2 separate regions of the Capsicum annuum genome follow, and region 1 is linked to region 2. The links are chromatin contacts, called in public Hi-C maps. All regions are on one chromosome and are shown on one strand. The core of a region is the stretch at or near the end of the contact, and the rest is flanking DNA. Distances in the headings are between cores, read along the strand shown.

Evidence for each region. A called contact is a pair of places that touch in the nucleus more often than the background predicts.
Region 1: a contact with region 2 is called in a Hi-C map of pericarp, with 3 times the contacts expected there. The contact joins the promoter of LOC107878526 here to the enhancer-like site in region 2. A contact is called at or near these places in 5 of 5 Hi-C or Micro-C datasets (bud, leaf, pericarp and 1 more).

The regions. Positions count from the first base shown.
Region 1 is chr7:216,660,399-216,663,098 of UCD10Xv1.1, reverse strand. LOC107878526 (leucine-rich repeat receptor-like serine/threonine-protein kinase At1g17230) reads left to right here and starts at 1,420. Exons shown (of 3, transcript XM_016725549.2): 1 at 1,420-2,700. The coding sequence starts at 2,475.
Region 2 is chr7:216,616,278-216,619,210 of UCD10Xv1.1, reverse strand. No RefSeq gene overlaps it. Among protein-coding and RNA genes, the nearest start is that of LOC107878525, 35 kb to the left of the region's middle. Within about 2 kb of position 1,385, at least 1 of the 5 cell types and tissues checked has an H3K27ac peak or open chromatin away from gene starts, as enhancers often do. A contact at or near this core is called in pericarp, where this site is marked.

The DNA.
Region 1 (2,700 bases), core at 171-2,670, 44 kb before region 2:
AAAAGTACTAAACTTTTAAAAGTTTTAAGTATGTAAGAAGTATGAAATCAATGGTTTTGTAAAGATTTGATTTTAAAATTAAGGAAAAAATTTTAATATAGAAAAAAAATAAGCGTACCATAAATATGTTTGAAATTGATGTGTCTCTCTTACCTCTGACAATAAGGGAACGAGGTACTGCATGACAAATGTAAAAATGGTGATATATCAATCACTTAAAACTGTGATGGTAAAATATATATGCGTTTACACTAAAATATATGTTTATGTTTACATTATTATATTAAAGTGTCAAGGATTTTTGCAAAGAGATTTAAACTTTTTGCACTTTATTACAAAACTCTCTAATAGATAAAATCATTTAATTTTAAATTATCAAATATTACACATACAAAACACGTGCGATTAAACTAGCCTACTTTTAAAAAATGAATCATCAAACATGAATATTATCTATATTATCCATTAATAAATGACTATCCATACTATCGATACCATTTGTATGTTTGTTATTTTTATGAGTTATAAAGGTCTAATTAAGTTTAAGTTAGCTTTTAGCTTATGTGGCACCTGATTATATTCATATTATTTGTTGATTAACCCATTTTTTATCCATGTGAAATACAAACTAATATCTTATCTATTTTTATTAACCTTTTATTCCATCTGTCCAGATCTTATCTAATCCTCTCATTTTCCACTCTAACTATAAGATACCTATTATTTGTTCATTACCTAAAAAGTAATTTGAGATTGAGACAAGATTGTTTGAAATTTTTTTATGTGCCTACCAAAACACCTATTCATATTCTGCCAAACCCATTACTGAAAGTTTTGGCTTGTGGTAGGATACAATGTAACATTACAATTTTCCAATTCATCCACCCACTACTAAATGGGGTATTTATCCCTAACATGACTATTTTCTTTAAAGATATCATGACGTTTATAGACTAGTTCCAAGTTTGTAACAGGAAAAAGATAAAACGACAAAGATAAATTAGTGAAAAAGAGGAAATTAATCACCAAATACTGTGATAGAACGATAATTACCTCTTCATTTAATTAGAAATTTCGGTTTGGACTCTGAAAATAAAATCATTCTAGATAGGAATAGAAAGTACACTTCTAGTCAGATTAGAAAGCGAATACCAAATATTGGATGGAAAAATAAAAAAAAGGTTAAAAGGAGGATTTTGAGCTTGAGAAATAAAAAAAAAGGTTAAAAGGAGGATTTTGAGCTCGAGAAATAAAATCGTTTGATAGTGAGTGCCAAAGTGGACTTCTTGTTCCGACTCTGAATTAGATGAATCAGAAAGCAAATATCGGACCTCGGATGGGAAGTGGGAAAAAAAGAAATACAATATGAATATAAGTGTTGAAAATAAAGTCGTCTTTGATAAGGAGAAATTTAGTTTTCAAAGTAAACTTCTCAATTTGAATCTGAATTAGATAGCGAACACAATAGCAAAAAAAAAAGTAAAGAATTTCATATCAAGTATTCCACATTGTTAGGCTTAGAATTTAGAAAGTTGGCTAAACGATAACTCACAAGGAAAAATTTTCATGACCAATCTCTATCTCACTTTATCTCAACAACACTTGCAACAGAGTGTAAAAGCAAGAGAGTATTTGGGACCAACTAGAGAATGAAATCATGATTTTTAGAATTACAACAACAACAAGAAGATGGAGAATTAATATGAAGAAGGTGAAACAACAACAAGAAGTGGTTAATATCAATTTTATCATATAGTTGTATTCATTCACATATCACACTCACATGTTCTAGTACTACTTCCATTCTGTAAAGTTCTAGTTGACTCTCCCTTTGTGGTCCTCCATTTTCTTGCCTTATCAATCAATCAACTTTTAGCAATTTTTTTTTTTCATCATTTTTGTCCTCTTATTTAATTTTCTAACTTTGTTTAAGTATCATAGCTATATACCATTTCTTGATTTTTAGAATCTTGGTCTTTGGCCTTTTGCATGTCTTGAGTGACATTATTTTTGGTCACTAAGGTTAAAAAAACAAAACAGGATTTCATATTATAACTAAATCCCATTTCTTGATTTGTAGAATCTTGGTCTTTTGCATGTCTTGAGTGGCATTATTTTGGTTATTAAAGTTAAAAACAGTCCAGGATTTTATGTTATAGCTGAACCCCATTTCTTGATTTGTAGAGTCTTGGTGATATGCATGTCCTGAATGGCATTATTTTTGGTCATTAAGGTTAAAAACAATTCAAGATTTTTGCTTCTTGAGTTTGGGTTGGGTTATATAGTGACAGTTATGGGCCCTGGAATCTCAAAACTTGCTTAATGATATCTGTTTCTTGGTCTGCCATTAGCTCTGCTACAACTTTTGGGCATTGCCATACTCATTGAGTTTCCTAGTTTTCATCCATAAAAAAATTGACATGACTTTAGTGTAAACTAAACAGAATGTCATTCATGCCCATTTATCCTTGGAAATGGCAAGTTATAGTAACTTTGTAATCCAACAGCATTTGTTTTTGGTGCTGTTGATTCTTCTTTTCTTTGCTGGTTTTGGTGAATCTTTAAATGAAGAGGGGCTTATTCTTTTGGAGTTCAGAAAATCCCTTATTGATCCTAGTAACAATCTTCAGAGTTGGAATTCTTCAGACTTGACTCCTTGCAAATGGGATGGTGTAAAGTGTAGCAAGTATGATCAGGTGA
Region 2 (2,933 bases), core at 136-2,635:
AAATAAAATAGTCTTTCACTCATTATTCGTCAATAATGTCCCCCTTACCTATCGAGTTAATGCTTAATAATTCACCAAATAATTAAACCGTTTTTCTTATTTAACTATTAGAGTAATATACCAACCTGCCATTGGCACGTGACAGAGACCTGAATATGCCAGTCCTAGTTTTTCTTTTTTTACGAAAAATAATTTTCCCTCTCAACAATTTTTAAGAGAATAATTTTCCCTCTCAATTACTGTATTAGAATGTGATTTGAGTCAAAGTGTCAAAACTGTGGCCCCTTATTTCTCATCCTTTATAGAATTGTTCACATTACTAGGTTTGAACTTTATTTATTAGTATATGTTTATTTGTTATTTTACTACACGTATATGATCTGAGTTAAAACTATTGAGTTCAATTGTATCCATCTATTATATAGTGTATACATTTATGATTTTTTTGATGTGAGATATTATGGAATCTAAAATAGTCAATACTCAATAGTTTCTCATATTTGCTACATTTAAGTGTGATGTTGATTTGAGAGTTTACACAACAACAAAAAAAAAATCAAGTATATTCCCACATAATGGGGTTTGAGGAAGGTAGAGTGTACGCAGTCCATACCAATACCTTCGAAGAAGTAGAGAGGTGATTTCCGATAGACCCTCGTTCAGGACAAAATGACTTAAGTATGATGTCGATTTGAAAGTTTACACGTGAATAATATATGTATTTATGACTATAACATAAGGTTAATTCTTAAGGGTATATGATAGGATCCGACTATGCATCGAAACTCTTATAATGACGAACCACATTTATCGAAGGAGGTTCAACTCAATCTTTTTTCTCATTAAAAAAAATTATACTAGGTTAATTTTTTAATATTAATAGTTGAATTTCCTCAACGAAACTTCTATCATCGTCACTACTTAAAATACTACGGAATGATTAAGTTGAAATTCTTTCAAGATCCTCATGCATCTTTCCAATTTTACCTCATAGAAACTTGGTCACAAAGATGTCTATATATATATATGTTATTTTGTTGTTTCTGTTGAAAAGAGAATTTGCAGTTGCTATCCTTTGGTTTAATGCATACAAGGTGTTAGTGTAAACAGCACTAGACCAATCTCAAGTGAGCTCGATCGAGAAAGCATGCAAAGGTTCGGTTATATAATTACTTCAAGTTTCAACATATCTCTATTTTCCCCATCCCACCCCCTTGCAACCTCACCCCTACCAAAATAACATTTTATTTGTTGCAAATGCATGTGCCTACTTGTATGCCTTTGCATTATAACCTCAACATGACACAATGTTTGCTAAAGGAATATACATGAAAGGCATGTGACGTTGTACGTGCCCCTGGGCTCCAGATCATTGGGCCAACTAATAAATATCAAAGATTTAATTATTGGGCCCTTGAGATTCTCAGGCTGGGCGTGTCAACTCTCTCTGCCTATTAGAGGCGAAGCCAGGATTTCAGATAAGGGGGTTCAATATTCAAAGAAAACTAAGTCAAAGGGGGTTCAACACCTGTTATAACCACATAAAAAATAATTTTAATCATGTATAAATAGTATATTTTTCCGTCGAAGGGGGTTTGGACGACCCCCTAAGGAGGGTTGGCTCCGCCTCTGGTGCCTATTGTCACTTTCTGGACAAATGTTTAATAAATTATTTTATTTTTATTTTTCTTATAATTTATGAACTTTTTAAATACAGTATACCGATAATTTTGAGCAAATTGAAAGTTTCATGATAATTTAGATCACGATCTAAAATTATATAGACGTTAGAAGACATTGAGGGGTCGTTTGGTAGGCCGTATTAGGAGAAATAGTCCATGTATTAAGTGTGGTATTAATTAATACTATGTTTGGTAGGATTTTGGACCAATGTATTACTAATATCATGTATTAGTTATACACCCTACATGGTATTATAGGGTGTATTACTAATACATCACATATGGTGGTATTAGTAATACATGGGTTTTAATATCATGGGACTAGCATGTGTAAAGACAAGAATATCCCTCAAATTCTTTTAAACATTTTTTTATTTTTTTTATTTTTATTTTTTATATTTTTACTAATAAATTTATTCAAATAAATTAGTTTACAAATTTTATTATTATTTACAAAAATATCCTCAAATTTCTTTAATTTTTTTCTAAATCTTTTTCAATTTATTCAATATGAGTTACTTCTTTTCAATTTATCAAAATAATAAAATCCCACAAATAATTTTAGTTATAAAAAACTACTCCATTAACTCAAAAGAATATTTATTGGTCAAAATCCGAAAACAAATTGCATAAAAACTTTAATTTTGTAAATAGGATATTCATAAATTAAAATAATTTTTCTACTTAGTTTTAACACACTATAGAATACAATTTTATTTTAATAATGATTTTATTGTCTCATCCAAAAGTTATACGTATCTCCCCCAACTTAAAAATAACATAAAGTGGGAACAACAAGCAAATAATGAACAAACAAAGAAAAGATAATAAGAAAAATAATTTTTGTAAGTGAATGATTAAATCTTAAAATTCTAAAGTAAATAATTAGTTATATTGTTAACTTTTTTTATTCTAAAAAAAGAATAATAAACTTTTGTTAAAAAAATACACAAAGTTATAATATGTCGAGGGTATTTTTGTAAACAAATAATATTCTTTTTAAAATATAACAATACATATTACTTTCAATGCATCAAACCAAACACTGCATTAAAAATAATCCCAGTATTATTAATCTCAGTATTACTAACCCTGCACAATTAATTCCAGTATTACTAATACAACATATTCAGTATTATCTTATACACTCTACCAAATGAGTCCTTGGTACTTTGTCAGTTCTAAGATGTATCACTACTTTTAGAATATGGACTAAATCTAAATGACGACTTTTTTTTTTGGTTTCTCAAA